Regions from separate parts of the Mus musculus genome. Here regions 2, 3, 4 and 5 are each linked to region 1. A link is a contact called in public Hi-C and HiChIP or PLAC-seq data. All regions are on one chromosome and are shown on one strand. The core of a region is the stretch at or near the end of the contact, and the rest is flanking DNA. Distances in the headings are between cores, read along the strand shown.

Region 1 (2,930 bases), core at 290-2,789:
CGGAAACTCTGCCCTAGAACAGTTCAGGTCAAGCTGGGGTCGGAGGGGGTCTTCCCTCAGTGACCCCAGTTCCCTGCGCGGGTCTCTCCCATTCTAGGCCACAGTTCCCGCACACAAACTTTTCCCTACTCATTCAGTCCTTTCGGAACCCTGCCTTCATTGCTCGGCTGGCTCCAGGGGTCTGGCGGGCTAATACCCGGGACCCAAGAAAGTGTCTAATGACCCTTACCAGAACGGGTCCCGAAGGATGGGACTCCATAATACGTGGGGTGCACACATCCAAGCCCGACTTTGACGGGTTATGGGTGCAAGTGTGGAAAGAAACGACAGGAGAACAAACTTGGGAAGCCGGACCAAGCGACACTTCCCTGTCCCTAAGTCAGTCTCCAGAGCGACCGGCAGCACTCGGCCGCGACCCCAGGATGTCGCTCCTCCACCCCAACCCCCAGTTCTCACGGCTCGGAACCCCCAAAGGTACCATGTTTCGCCCGCTAGCCAAGTGGGAACGAGAGTTTGGGGGGGGGGTGGGTACGGAGAGCTCCCCACGCGCTCGGCGTTCAGCCACCCGGACGAAGTAAACTTCTTTAACGTTGGCCGCAGGGCTGGGCGGTGAGGCCCAGGCGACAGAGGCCCAGCCCGGGGACCCGGGTGGCGCGCGGGGAGCGGGAGAGAGCTCGCGTGGGCAGCTCCAGATGGCCTCTGCCCGAGAGATCGCCCCTCGGGGCGGCAGGGTCGTGGCCGCGGCTTCTCCGACCCTCTGGGCGGAGGAGCGAGCCGGCCAGTCGACCCTACTCCGCCCAGTCGAGGACACGGAACTCCGGAAAGCTCCAGCCGGGATAGGCTGGCTCTCCCGGGACAGGGGAAGCCTGGCCCGGCAAATTGAAATCGAGGAAGCATGAAATAAAATCAGACGCGCCGAGTGCAGAAGGCGAAAGCGGCGGTGGGCGCGGGGCCCGCCGCGTGTGCGTGGGTCCGAGTGTGCGTGTGAGTGCGTGTCTGTGTGTCCGCGGCGCCGGCCGGAGCACTCACCATCTCGCCGGGGGAGCGAGGCCACTTCGGGGTCGGATTGGAAATGTTGAGGCTTCGCTTGCTTCCTCCGCGACATGCTGGCTCAAACATCAGCTGGGGCAGAATAAAAAATTACTAAAAAAAAATCTTCTCAAAATTACGGAAATCGAGCGGCGGCGGCGGCGGCTCCCCCCGCCCGCCGGCCCGCCCGCCCCCTCCCCGGCTCCCCGGCCCCGGGCACAGCGCGCATGTGTCCTGCTATAATTATGATTATCAATAATGCATTGCGATTAATCATAGAGGGGCTCTTTGAAAGGCGATTGGCACCGGGCCAGCGCTATTCAAACCCGCTCGCCTTAATCAATTAGTTCGTGATTTGCTGCAGACCCCTGTCTCTCCGCGCGCTGGCCCAATAAGCCGGCCGCGGGGCTGGCTCTGCGCGCCGCGCCGCCCGACTCTTGGTTAACCCTCTTGGCGACCGCCGGGGACTCCGCGGCCCGGCCGCCGGGGGCCTGCCTCCTCGCCACTGCGCGCCCAGCGCCCCGGCCGGCGCCCCCCGCTCGTTCCCCTCCCCCCTCCCCCGCCCTCCATCCCGGGCTGGGCCGACCCGAATTAGCATGCTCGCCCGGGAGCCTAGCGGAGCAGGGCCGCGTGGGGGTGGGGCTGGCGGCGGGGGCTGGGGACCCAGGCTGCGGGCGAGCGGCGAACTTCCTAACTCCCGCGCTGCGTACTGGCCCGCGAGGGGGAGGGAGTCCCGTGGCGGGACGGGGTAGGAGAGGGCGCCCCATTTCGTGAGTGTTCCTTCATTTTCTTTAAGAGCTACCAGAAAGCAGCCCACCCCCACTCTCATAAAAAAAAAAAAGCGAGTGGGGAAGAGCCAGCCCCACGCCAGTCCGCCTCCCGCTCGCTGCCGGGCCTCCCTCCCGCCTGCCCGCCGCCTGGCTCGGAGATCCTTCGCCCAGAGTTCTCCACTCTCAGGATCCCGGGCTCGCGGGGGTGCGGAGAAGAGGACCCAGGAAAGGTTTGGGGACGTGATGGGTTTGGGGCTTGGGGGGAGGGGCAGTTTTCTCGCCACCCCATCCTCTCCCTGCCTGGGAGCGGCGACCCTCCAGCCTCTTGCTGGCTCCTTAGCTCCCTTTCTCTACCTTGGACATTCCCGGGACAATTAGGGCTGAAGTTTTCGGGAGAAGCGCCCCGAGCCCGTGGGATAAGGGGGCGGCTCGGCTCCGCCCAGGACCCCCTCCCGAACCTCCCCCCGGCCGCCCCGGTTGGCTGCAGGGCGCGTCACTCCGCGGGGAGGCGGCGGCCACCGTGGCGCCGCCAAGCTCCGGGCGGGTGGAGAGCAAGGACCTGCCTGAGCTCCGAGTTCAGCTTCTGCGGGAGGGAGGGGAGGGGCGCAGCTAATTCTGTGCTAAGCAGCGCTCCCCTGGCCTGGGTGGTGCTGCTGGAGCCAGACCCTAGGCACCGCCTCTACCCTGGACCCTAGTGCTCCGTGTCCTAGGGGTGGAGGCCGCCACCTCGTCGCAGACGAGGTGGCTACCCGGAGTGAGTGAGCATGGAGGGGGGGTCCTGTTCGTTGCCCTGCTAGCTACGCCGTGACTCGCCTTCACTTTTCCGACACTTGCTACGTGCGGCGCCCAAACTTTTCTCTCCATCTCTCTCTGTTTCTCTCCCAGAGCTGGGAGCCAGCCTCTCTTACCCGCTCACGGGACCCAGGGATCCGGGCCCTGTACTCCCTCTTCCGGGTTTGGGCGCCTGCGAACCTGAGGCTTGGTCCTCGGCTTAGTTTAGACCTCCTCCTGCCTCGGGGTTTCCGCTCGCCGAGGTTCCCGAAGTCCTGCACCCGAAGGACTAAACTAACTAAACTTCGGCTGAGTAATGGGGGTGGAGGCGGGGGAGGGGTGCAGATACACAATCCTTGC
Region 2 (2,930 bases), core at 266-2,765, 710 kb after region 1:
GCTCTGGCTCTGGCTCTGGCTCTGGCTATGGCTATGGCTATGGCTATGGCTATGGCTATGGCTATGGCTATGGCTATGGCTATGGCTATGGCTATGGCTATGGCTATGGCTATGGCTATGGCTATGGCTATGGCTATGGCACAAGGATCTTCTATTTGACTTTCTGCAACTTTAGGAAGTTCTACGTGTCTGAGTTTCCTAGTCCCTAAGACATGCCATCACAAAGACAGTCTAAGGTTGCTTCTTCATTTTCAAATTCTAGTCTGCCTGAACACAAAATTTCAAGGGTAGAAAGGATGTTTAAATATATTTCCCTTCACCTCTCTATCGAATGGAATACTTTCTAGACTGTTGTTATCAAATGTCTACAAATTGTTATTTGCATGGGTGTGGGGGTGGTTGGCCAATGAAAGTGAATGATTAGAAAAAAATTAAACAGCTGTATCAGGAAATCTTGTCCTTTGGACATAATTTTCTGAGTGCCGTGATTAATATAAGAAGTTTTGTTTGTGTGATTTTCAAAATTTTGTGGCACCCAGAGTTGTTTTCCTTGGCCTTATGACCTCTATTTGACCAATGAAGAGCCAACTTTAGAATAATAGAATAGCTTTTTTTCATTCATTCATTTATTCATTCATTCATTCAGCAAACTATTGTGCACCTGCTGGGTACCTAAGTGGAAGGCTCCAGACATTCAAAGAGATCTTAAACATTGTCTATCCTGATTAAGACAATGTAGCAAAGTCTTTTTTAACACATAATGAGTCTTAGAATCAACCTGGGCTCACACCAGACCTACTGAAGCTATTCGCAAATTCTCTTACCTGGCGAAATTTATTTTACCTTTTTGTGCCTTGATTACTTTTTTTATTTAATAAAATGGGCATACTACTATCTACTGACTGGAGAGTAAGTGAGGATTATATGAGTTAATAACGTCAAGTACTTAGCACATGATCTGGGACACAAGAACTAGGCAGTAAACAACAGCTGTTATTACAAGCTTCAAGAACATTTTGAGTTGATGGCTGGGCCAAGCATGGCAAATGGCTGTTTTGTTTGATTATTTTTTGTTTCTTTCTGCAGAGGGCAGCTCTCCCACGTGCTGATGAGTTTTGTGGCAGCCAGGGGACAGAGAACAGACGCTTGCCTGGTTCTCTGTGGAGTGTGAAGCTGGGCAATTGTGCAGCCCTGCCAGCCTCCAGCTCCAGGCTTGGCAATGAACCTATGGAATATTCCAGCCTCACATTAAAAGGCTCCTTTCCTTCCTGAGTAAAAGAAAAAAAATACTATATCCTTTGGCAGCTCATATCATCTCAGTAACTCCCAAGGTGGTTTGGACATCAAACCAAGAGGTGGGTGTCTTTTGGTCCCTCCTGGAGCCAAGTTCTAGCTAAGATTTACTCAACTCAATAAGGCTCTCCCAGACCCTGCCCACAAAAAGGAGCTCAGCACAGCTGAACAAGGCCTTCAATCAGATCAGAGTTCAGGTTGGGACAAGCTGGGAAAATCATCACCAGGGAATCCCAGACTCAAGGCATCCTGTCACTAGAGTGAGGAGGACACTCAGCAGAGGGACTGCACTGGTTCCCGTGCTCCAGTGGGATCACTGTCCGTGTGCTCGCTGGCACAGAAGGTTTTGTCATTTGGACTGTAATAAAATCCACTTCCTGAACGCTGCTCACCTCTCGGTTGTGGCTGGACCACTTGGTCTCCGCAGATGCTCTTACCCTGTGCAGAGTCCAGCACACACCTGCAGCAGGAGCTGCTGGAGGCCACAGGAAATGCTCATGTGTATTAATGAAAACTGTTCTTGGCCACCTTGGAGGGCAAGGGAGTGCTCCTGCTAAGGTCGGGGTTTAACCTGGGCTGCATGCTGGAATTCTCCAAGAGCTTTTACACCCACGATGCCAGCCTTTGAGCAGAACAATTAAACTGGCGCTGTGGGGGAGGGACCCAGGCATCAGTGCAGGTTTGTAGGTTAGTCAAATGAGTCCAGTGTGTGGTCAAGTTTAAGACTTAGTTTCTAAGGAAGATGTAACCGCAAGTTGAGACTTGAAGGGCTGTCCTTCTTAACTTCCTCTCTTCTCTTTGCCCCTTCCTTCTTCCTGTCTTCCCATTCTTCTCTTTTGCTATTTACTGATGCACTAATTATACTCTCCGCTAAGCTGAGGGTCTACAGTTAGATGGTTCTTAATTACAAATTCTGTCTTTACTGCTACTAATTATGAGACCCGAGGCAAGTTACTTAGCCTCTTTTAAGTTCATCTTTCTTATTTTGTATATTGGGGGGGGTGGTGGAATACAAGCATTTACTGAGAATCTTTACAAGGATTAAGTATCACAGATGAATTGTTCAATATGTTGCTTTTGATTAGTACATGATCATTAAATGTAGCACTATTTTTCTTCTAATTGTTATGGTAATTATTTGCCAGGATCTACATTAGATTTAGGAACTAGAAGCCATTCATTGTATAGGTAAAGTATGATTTCTCATAACCAATGGTTTGGTTTGGTTTTGTTTTGCTTTGTTTTGTTTTGTTTTGTTTTATTCCCTAAATTGTGAGGCAAAGCAGGACGGACAGCGATCTCACTTGCAACTGATAGCTTTTGGGTCTTGAGCATTCCCAGTGCCTGGCTCAGTTGAGGAACGCCATGAACACACGGGGGACTTGATACAGAAGTGCAGCAGGGGATAGGATTCCAGGACAGTCTCCAACCTGAGACTGTGTGATGTAATGACACTGGCATATTGCAGTTGGGGACTCCGAGGTGCAACTTAAGTAAGTATTTCATTCTGGGTTGCACAGGTAGATACATCACGTAGGCACTTAAGCACGCTGGTTAAGTGGGGTGTGCTTGGGAGTGATTCAACCCAGAGGGGAAAAAAATGAAGCTGTTCTCCAAACTTAAGCAAGTCTGCTGAG
Region 3 (2,930 bases), core at 317-2,816, 640 kb after region 1:
TAGGTTCATTTGTTCATATAATGGTATGTTCAGAAACAGGTAGTCCTGATATGGGGTAGAGAATAGACAGTGCCAGACCAAGCTTTGTCTATCTATTTGCTTCATTTTCTGGTACATAGTTCTTATCTTCCTATTCAAATTAAAGTTACTACACTTTGGCAGACTTCAGCAGGAATTGTAGCAAGAAAATTAGAGTCCCAAGAGTCAAAGATGAAAAGGCTGCTCTTTTCCATTTGGAAAAGGATGCTGTCTAGTTGTTTCTGCCCATTTGCCCTTCACCAGAGCTGTCACATGCCCACCCTAGTTCATGGTGTAAACAGAAGGGATTTTAAGAAGCCCCTGAACATCCCCATGCTATGGAGCCAGGATTCCAGTACTGAGAAATAAATTAATGGAAGTGGATGTTGGGTAACTGAAATCGTTTACAATGATATTTTACTTGAGAATCCTTCCTGTTTGGGGTCTGAGAAGGGTAGACCTGACAATTGCTGTCATCACTGCATCCTTTGAACCTTTAATGGTAAAGCACTAAGTGACAAATATAGAAGAGGTGAAGACAAAAGCAAGAAAGGAAGTGGTAGAGGGTGGGAGGTAGAGGGAGGGGGAGGGAGAGCTGGGGTGGGGGTAAACAGACAAGAGGCAATGAATGGAGAAAGGAAGGAGAGAAGTGAAGAGAAGGTGAAATTAGTGAGTGGAGGAGATGGTGGTATGCGGTGCTCCAACTGCAGACCATATCTTGTCTACTATTTGATTTGCAAATAAAGTTTTTCTTATCAATACAGCCAGGCTTACTAGGTGACATAAAGTCTCTGGTTGCCTTCATAATAACACCCTTGAATAGCTATGGAAGATGCAGCCCATTCCAGATCAGAGCTGCTGATCTATCGTTGACTGATGGTATCGTAGGGGATGGATCAACTTAAGAGTAAATAACGTGGCAATGTGGATGAGTGGATGAGAAAGGACCATACACGATGGACTCTTTCCTTGTGCCTGCTTTCCCTGGGTCCCTGACTTGGCCTAGCAGTGCCTTTTCTGCCAGCCCAGCTGACTCCTGTTGGAACAGCATGAAAGCAGGTGTCCTGGATTTATCCTAAAAAGTATTTATTCATCTTGCTCTGAAGAACCTCATTCTTCCATAGGCCTTTGTCCTTTGTCTGTCCAGATGGCTCAAAAATAGATAGATAGATGGATGTATGGATGGATAGATGATAGATAGATAGATAGATAGATAGATAGATAGATAGATAGATAGATAGATAGATAGATAGATAGATAGATAGATAGACAGACAGATGATTGGTTCTCCACACTCATCATGATACTTGTAGAACACTGGCTTAACTGCCATTACAGAACTGGGCAACAGGCAGGACAGTCTGTCACCAAGAGTCCATGAGCCCACTCAGACTGCATGCTAGACCAGGAAGGGGTGTGGCCAAAGTTGCCCCTGGTGCTCTGGGCTTTTTGGTCTTGCAACAGGGCAGCCTTCTGGAGGCAGTTGGAGGTGCTAGCAGCTTACAGGGCCCTAGGGCACTTTTCTGGAGGAGGTCACTGTAGCTCAGGCTCTCAGTTTCTTGCCAGATCTGTAGGAGGCAAGCCCTAGGCAGATCTAAACTGTATGGTGACTTTGGGGCTATTTAATGACTTGGGCTCTCCTACTGGGGTTTACAGGTCTGTTGCCTGCCTGGATTGGAATGTCCCACTGGGTCTCAAACTTAGTCCTTAACTTCTTTGCTTGCCCTCAGCATTAAGCCCCAAATTTCATCTATTTCTTATTTAGATACATTGTAACTTGGGAACAAACGGCAACAAGAACCTTGGTGACAATCAGCAAACCTGTATGTCTGCCTCCCCATACTGCTCATGTCGCCAGCTCCTCAACTCCCTCCCAACCAAAGGGCAAAGGCCAGGCTGCACAAAAATGCCAAAGCAGCGTTTTATAAATAAACCTGCGTCCAAACTACTGCCATAAAACTCTGAAACCCTCTCTGATTGAGACATTTGGACTAATTACCAGGGAGCAGCCACGTCGGGCCTCTTCTAATGCTGTTTATGACCGTCCCTCCTTTCGGAGACTCCCTGGGGTTAGTTTCTGAAATAAAGATTTAATTTGAGGGTAAATCAGAACAACAAAAAATGTAGCTCATTGTAAACAATAGTATCCTCAGCCCAGCTGAGTCCATCAATATAAAAACAGAAATCCTCCTCATAGTCCGCGAACTGTAAACATGGTAAATGCTATTTATTGTGACTACATGTGTGTGGCCCAGTGCGAGGGAACCGGGGGAAGATTTTCGTGACTGAGAGACATAAACATCCACCACTGCCTCCATCATTCTTCCCATTTTAAAGTTATAAAATCCAAATATTAATTTTAATAGAAAAGTTAGGAAATCGGAGCCTGCCCTGTGTGTTGAAGCCATCAGGACAGCACATGGGTCAGAGACCAATGTGTGCATTCCCAGGAGATTAAGGGGTAAGTGGGGTCCAGACGTGGTCCATGAAATATGACATATGTCATAAACAGAGACTTAGATCCTAGGGCTCCCGTCTCAGTGCAAGCCCTGCCCAGTGTTCTGAGAATGAAAACATGATGTGCAGTGAGTCTGTTGTCCCTCCTAGAAGCCACTCTGACAATCTTTAATCTGGAACCTGAAAAAGAAGTGTTTCTCTTGCCACTACCTGAGTAACCATCATGGTTCTCTATAGGGGGCCACTGGAGGAACACACAGATTTGGGGTTATTCTAGAACCAGTCCTGACTCTAGATGTGATCAGGTTCTAGATAAGATGGTGAGCAACACATTGCTAGATCCTTGTGAGTCCTCAGCAGAGACTGGCTGCCCACATAAATCCTCTCACTTCCAGCTGCAAATGGCACCTGGTTTGGTGGACTGCAGAGTTGTGAGGGTGATCATTACCTTGGAG
Region 4 (2,930 bases), core at 129-2,628, 620 kb after region 1:
CATACGGAGATGGAAAATAATTTTAACAGATGTGATGGGCTGCTTTGAGTTCTAACGTGCTTCTGCTCACCTGCCCTTCCTGGAAGAAGAGGGATGCTGAAGGTGGATCCTGCGAGGGGAGTGGAAAAGCACCGCTGTAAGGTGTGGAGAGATGAAGCTGCACACCAGGCAGGAGAGGACGGGGACTTGGACAGTGGGAATCACGGGTGACTTACAGAAGTCAGTGGCTCTGCGTCACCTTTCCTGGCTGTTGACTAAATGGTATTTGCTGACACTCGATGCTATCAGTCTGCTCTGAAAGCCAGGGGTACCCTCCAGTCTTCTTCGGTTTTGATGCACGAACCACTGCGATCTTCCTCAAGGTGAATTTCAGAACATGAGGTAGTGAGAAAGTCCCCAAAGGAAACCTGACACTGGCAGAAGTCCTTGACCAGGTCATGGGGGAAGTCACTCATCTTTACAGGTCACCTAATTTGAGAAAGAACCAAAAGAAAGTGCCCTTGTGCATGGGTACCTGCAATGTGCAAAGCAGCCATTGCCAAGAGCTCCGGCAGTGTGGGAGGTCTGTTGTCTACAAGGCTCTTCACCTCCTCTCTAGATTCTTAATTTAAATTCACTTTATTTTATGTGTACAGATACTTTGCTTGTGAGTATGTTTGTGCACCACCTATATGCCTGGTTCTTTCAGAAGCCAGAAGAGGGCATCAAATTCCCTAGAATCGGAGTGACAGGTATGAGCTGCCATGTGCCGGAACCCAGACTCAGGTCCTCTGGAAAAGCAGTCCACACTCTTAAACAATGAACAATCTCTCTAGCTCCTCTCTAGGCTCTTTAAACTCCTCTAGGATGCTGGATTGCATCTAGATATTCTAAGTCCTCTCTAGCAAGTCCCCCCTGGGCTCCTGGAAACTGCAACCCATTGGTAGTTCAGAGAATAAGACTTATCTGGAATACAGGCACACAGTTTGCAAGGCCTGCTTCTTAAGTCTAGGATGCACTACGCACATTATAGCTCTGAGAAAGAAGCAGACACAGTGCAGTTCTCCTACCAAGAAAGGATTCCCAGCTTTGATCCTAGGTCCCTCACTAGGGTCTATTTAGAGTCAGCTGTCCTTTGAACCAGGCAATTGCTTTGGAGTGGTCCTCGAATGCTCTTTGTCTGTCTCTCTCTGATGCCAAACGTTAACTGCTGGCGACAACAGGACCACCTGCAATGTGTTAGTCATTAAAAAGGTCACGTCACTAAACATTTTAAACCTCGAATAGCATCAGATTAAATGAGGTGTAAAAAAAGTCATTTCCTCTCCGTGATAAACTCAGACACCTGCAGTAGGGCTCAAGTTTACCAGAGACATAAAGGGTCTCTCCCACTCACAGACCATTTGGAGTTTTTTTTTTTTTTTAAGGGAGCATTTTGTCAGCTATCTGTCTTCATTGGTTAAAGGAGCCCTGGGCTTAAGGAATGTGGGCACAGCTACTAGCGATGTTCTGATGATGTAGATGGGATTATAGCTGTTGTTTCTGTTTGTTTCACTGAGCAGTCAGTAAGATGTTGGGAGGAATCTAAGAATTTCCTTTCCTGCGTTTTCTCTCATTTTAATCCTGTATAGCATTTAGCATGGCGTCACCCCCCTGGATTGCTTTCTGCATGCATCCTGCACAGAAGGGAGACCCAGGGAGGCTGAGATTGGTTGGATCAGCTATGGGATGGGTACCAGGCTAGGTGTCAGTTTACAGCTCTCAAATCTTCCCAACATTCTGCTCTGGTAACCTCAGAAAGCAAAGCAGTCTGACGGGCTCTGTATCCCTGCTGAGAACCTCAGGCTCTGAGACACAGAGCCATAGAGTCTGTAAGTCACCAGTGATTCCCACTGTCCAAGTCCCCGCCGTCTCCTGCCTGGTCGGTCGGCAGGTCGCTTCGTCTCTCCACACCTTACAGTGGTGCTTTTCCACTCCCCGCAGGATCCACCTCTCACATGGAAGTCAGAGTGGGATTTTCAAGACTTTAACTTGGATTCCATCACTTCCTGCGTAGAAACAACGTGGTCTCACTGTAGTTAATAAAAGCCACACTCCCTATTTGATCTTGCTCTTCCCCTCCTTCTTAGCCCCCTTCCTTCCCTTCCTTCCAGCCAGGATTTCCGCTTCTGTTATCTCTTGGCCCGACAAACTTGCTCCCTGCTTCACAAGCTCTCCTCGAAGGTGGGTGACTAGTTACTCATTAAGGAGTCAACTAAACCATCAATCACTGCAGCAGTAGCTTGCCTCTTCTGTACGCTCTGTGGTGGGCATCTGTGTCTCTCTTTTCTGTCATTTTCCAGCTATAGTCTTTGAAATTTTGAACTTGCTCTATCAGTAGGATGCCTTGCTCACTGACTGTTCTTTCCTGGGTTAAGCATCTCTTTGGGGGGAAACTTTGTCTTTATTTCTGCTGTACCAACTGTATCCTCTCGGTGCCTTGCCTAAAGTTGGCACCTACTGAATGAAAGAATAAACGAGCTGGTGTGTTACAGAATTGAGTTCAGCCCCAATGACTTCGTGATGGGGACATTTTTCAAAGCCTAACAACTACTACTGTTAAGTTAGGTTCCTATGCCAGGCACAAAGCCAGGATCATACCTGCTTTATAAGACATCTCTCTAATTTTAAACATTGCTGTAAACGTCCTAGAGGGAAGCTCAAACCAGCCACCTCTACACTCAGCCCACGCACATCGTAACATATCTATCTACCTCAGTCTTAACCTCTCCCTGCTGTGTCAATATTATGACAGTCAGTCTCCATTCATACATTGCAAGTTTCTGTGAGGATCTTACAGGACACTACACCTGATTATAAATGACCACCTTTTTCCTTTTTTTTTTAAGCTCAATTAAACACTCAAGTGTTACAGCCTTTTGACTTAGAGACTAGTTTCTCTCAACTCCTTC
Region 5 (2,930 bases), core at 239-2,738, 570 kb after region 1:
ACTCCAGATCCACATAATTATTCTTTGCTCATTTTATAGACAAGAAAACTAAGACATGGAACTGAGGTCAGAGCACCAGATCATGAAGGCTGCTCAACCTGGTCCCAAAGTTCATCCATGTTCTTCTTGACTTCTGGGCCTGCACATGAAATCCACATGGAATGGCTTGTGTCAAAGGAAAAGCATACTGAATCTCCAGTTTGTGCCTGCGCATGGGTACTTACTACAAGAGCTCCTCCATGCGCATGAATGTCTCAATGAGGAGAAAGAAAAGGACAGAACTTCAGTCTATGCTGGTTTCTAAGCCCCTAAAAGGTTCAGCTTGATGGAGAGTCATTATTCATTAAGCCTCCCAGACTTCTCCCAGCAAATCACTAGACCACATCACCTCTTTCTACAGCCAACTCTTACAATTAGGAGACCGCAGTTACTTAGATTTTCCCTTTAATACAAATGGTGGGAAAAGCTCTACAGTGAACCCAGAGAAACAAGTAGAGTGAATAAAAGCCAATGAAGCAGGAACATAAGAAGTTTCAGGACACATTTTATTTTCCCCTCTTTAGGGAAAATGTGTAAATATCTGAAAAGGTTAGGAGACAGAGCCCCCCCTCCCTGACACCCCTGTTGACACCGAAGACAGAAAGGGGCAACAATACATCATAATTCTGAAAGTATAAGCAGAGGGGCTTTGTTTGCAGCCAGATTCAGGGGTTCTCACCTGTGTCTCAAAAGAACGAGATATTGATCTGACTATGGAGCCGCAACAGCGGAACAATGCTCCCCTCACTGCCCTGCAGGGTTGCCCAGTATTATTTATTGAAGTAAGTTGGATAGTGGAGGGAAGGCTCTGCCCCAGTAATAAGTGGTAATTGCCGGGAAGTGAGGCATTGCCGTTCTCATTGACCCCTGCATCCTGGTATTTTGATGGATTCTATGTAACTCCATTAGGATTGGCATTGTAATATTACACCAGCTGAGCTGTAGAACAACAGACCTCCGTCTGGATCATTGATTTTTGATTATACAGCTCCTCAGCATACCCCACAAGCAATTCCCATCGCTGGAGCTAGGATATCAGAGATGATGGGGGGAACAGATGGAGACTCCCTACCATCAGTTAGTTCCACGGGGCCAGAGAACTGCTCCCACTAGAAGCCTGAACCAGGGAACAGTCACAACACCATGGCTGTGGTTACATATTATTAGTCACCCTCCTCCTACCCTACAGGCTCATGTATTAGGAGCTACATCCTAAAGATGGCAGTATTTAAAGGTGGTGTGGAACCCTTAGGAGATAATGATAGGAACAGATCTTAGGTTCTTTGAGGGGAAGTGGAGATATTGCTTCAAATAGCATTAAGGTATTACTCACTGGAGTCTCTGCTGATGTTACGTAAGCCTAAGCTGCTCCCGCAGGCTCTCCTCTGCCCCTAGGTCTATGGGATTGCTTGCTCCCATGTGTGTTTCCATCATTCCAACCCACAGTGAAGAATGCAGCTGCACAATGGCTCATCCTATCTGTATGGAGGAGGCCCAGCTCAGACCACACTGTGCTGATTTCACCTCCAGCCTCCAAAACTATGACAAGGCATCTCTTTCTCTACTAAATCAGTCTGCCTCAGGAATTTGTGATAACAACAAAAAGAGTCTAATGTCCTTGTTGGTGGCCGAGGACTGGAAACTCTCCAAAGTTATATCCACAATGAATGTGGTAGAATTTGGGGTCGATTTGGGAAACTTCATGGGGCTAAGGAAGGTGTGGACTGATCTTGGCTGATCAACAGCCTACCTCTGGAGGATATTAGTTAGGTCATTAAACATCTCTACAGTGACTTTACCTGTATTTTTTGAAACTCTTAAGCAGTGGTCATGCCTCCACAGCTGTGCGCTCACCCACCTCTTCCTTTCCTTTTTCAAATAATGCAGCTACATAATCCACAGGTTAACATGCCTCCTGACTTCCCTTACCTGAGAGAAGGAATACCCAGGTGAATCTTTGAAGCCTGCCCCTCTGCAGACTCCTAGGTCAGCCTCTCACTTTTTTTTAAAATCTAGTGTTGGGAATTGAACCTACAACCTGATGCTTGCTAAGCAAGCATTCTATCGCAGAGTTCATTTATATGTATTCGGGTGTTTTGCCTGCCTGCATGTCTGTGCACCATGTGCACGCAGTGCCCTCGGAGGGCAATGGTGGGCATCAGAACCCCTGGGACTGGAGTTCCAGGTGGTGTGAGCCACCACGTGGGTACTGGAAGGTGAATCCAGGTCCTATGGAAGAGTTCCAGTGTTCTTAAGCACTGAGCTATTTCTCCAAGCCCTAGATAAGACTTTGCCTGTGTGTCTGCACATGCATCAGATACAACTGTAAGAAGAAACACAAAGGAAATAAAGAATGTAATTGATGTGATAAACCTGCCTGGAATGTGCTTCAGAACAAGGGAAATGGACTTCCTTATCATGAGTGACTTTTGGCAACCTCCCCCCGGCAGGGACAGTCTGTGAGTGCCATCAGTACCTCTTTAACTCTTAGGTAATGGCAGTTGCTTGCTCTGAGATGAAGTCAAAGCCTCATGTTCCACAGGGTGAGTGGCTGATTGCTTAGGAATCTGTGTTGTCTTCAGCAGTTCTTAGGATGAAGGATTGCTGTTTGTTTGCTCAGAACTATTAGTTAGCATGGGCACAGAGGAAACTCCAGGATAAAAGTTTTGCTTGGACAAAGAACCCCAGACTCAGGCATTTTGGTACCAAGCATCAGATCTTGGCAAACTCAGAACTCCTCAAAGAATAACACAATATAACTCAGGGAAGTGGGGGTGAATCCTCTTTTTTTTAAATTAATTAATTAACTAGTTAATTAATTACTCTTACATCTTAACCACAGTTTCCCCTTCCTCCTCTCCTCTCAGTCCTGTCCCCTTTAGCAACCATCC

What was found. A called contact is a pair of places that touch in the nucleus more often than the background predicts. HiChIP or PLAC-seq counts read pairs in DNA pulled down with a chosen protein or histone mark.
Region 2: an H3K4me3 HiChIP or PLAC-seq map of embryonic limb bud shows a contact between it and region 1, with 5 times the contacts expected there. The contact joins the enhancer-like site here to the promoter of Sall1 in region 1. A contact is called at or near these places in 7 of 39 promoter capture datasets (the 3T3-L1 cell line, the HPC-7 cell line, cranial neural crest and 3 more), 1 of 484 Hi-C or Micro-C datasets (uterus) and 10 of 115 datasets of contacts at active chromatin or transcription factors (craniofacial prominence, embryonic basal ganglia, embryonic forebrain and 7 more).
Region 3: a contact with region 1 is called in an H3K4me3 HiChIP or PLAC-seq map of embryonic limb bud, with 6 times the contacts expected there. The contact joins the enhancer-like site here to the promoter of Sall1 in region 1. A contact is called at or near these places in 6 of 39 promoter capture datasets (the 3T3-L1 cell line, cranial neural crest, frontonasal cranial neural crest and 2 more), 1 of 484 Hi-C or Micro-C datasets (uterus) and 6 of 115 datasets of contacts at active chromatin or transcription factors (VIP interneurons, craniofacial prominence, embryonic hindbrain and 3 more).
Region 4: a Hi-C map of nephron progenitors shows a contact between it and region 1, with 4 times the contacts expected there. The contact joins the enhancer-like site here to the promoter of Sall1 in region 1. A contact is called at or near these places in 2 of 39 promoter capture datasets (the 3T3-L1 cell line and hippocampal neurons), 3 of 484 Hi-C or Micro-C datasets (nephron progenitors and uterus) and 11 of 115 datasets of contacts at active chromatin or transcription factors (astrocytes, differentiating embryonic stem cells, embryonic basal ganglia and 8 more).
Region 5: an H3K27ac HiChIP or PLAC-seq map of extraembryonic endoderm stem cells shows a contact between it and region 1, with 5 times the contacts expected there. The contact joins the enhancer-like site here to the promoter of Sall1 in region 1. A contact is called at or near these places in 9 of 39 promoter capture datasets (the 3T3-L1 cell line, the HPC-7 cell line, cranial neural crest and 6 more), 2 of 484 Hi-C or Micro-C datasets (both in nephron progenitors) and 12 of 115 datasets of contacts at active chromatin or transcription factors (craniofacial prominence, embryonic basal ganglia, embryonic forebrain and 8 more).

The regions. Positions count from the first base shown.
Region 1 is chr8:89,041,323-89,044,252 of GRCm38.p6, forward strand. It overlaps Sall1 (spalt like transcription factor 1), which reads right to left and starts at 1,540. Exons shown (of 3, transcript NM_001371070.1): 1 at 1,030-1,540. The coding sequence starts at 1,105. It overlaps Gm3134 (predicted gene 3134), which reads left to right. Exons shown (of 3, transcript NR_166639.1): 1 at 1-474.
Region 2 is chr8:89,755,051-89,757,980 of GRCm38.p6, forward strand. No RefSeq gene overlaps it. Among named protein-coding and RNA genes, the nearest start is that of Gm24212, 89 kb to the left of the region's middle. Within about 2 kb of position 1,516, at least 3 of the 459 cell types and tissues checked have an H3K27ac peak or open chromatin away from gene starts, as enhancers often do. A contact at or near this core is called in embryonic limb bud, where this site is marked.
Region 3 is chr8:89,681,560-89,684,489 of GRCm38.p6, forward strand. No RefSeq gene overlaps it. Among named protein-coding and RNA genes, the nearest start is that of Gm24212, 16 kb to the left of the region's middle. Within about 2 kb of position 1,567, at least 2 of the 459 cell types and tissues checked have an H3K27ac peak or open chromatin away from gene starts, as enhancers often do. A contact at or near this core is called in embryonic limb bud, where this site is marked.
Region 4 is chr8:89,658,038-89,660,967 of GRCm38.p6, forward strand. No RefSeq gene overlaps it. Among named protein-coding and RNA genes, the nearest start is that of Gm24212, 7.8 kb to the right of the region's middle. Within about 2 kb of position 1,379, at least 15 of the 459 cell types and tissues checked have an H3K27ac peak or open chromatin away from gene starts, as enhancers often do. A contact at or near this core is called in nephron progenitors, where this site is marked.
Region 5 is chr8:89,615,218-89,618,147 of GRCm38.p6, forward strand. No RefSeq gene overlaps it. Among named protein-coding and RNA genes, the nearest start is that of Gm26331, 27 kb to the left of the region's middle. Within about 2 kb of position 1,489, at least 2 of the 459 cell types and tissues checked have an H3K27ac peak or open chromatin away from gene starts, as enhancers often do. A contact at or near this core is called in extraembryonic endoderm stem cells, where this site is marked.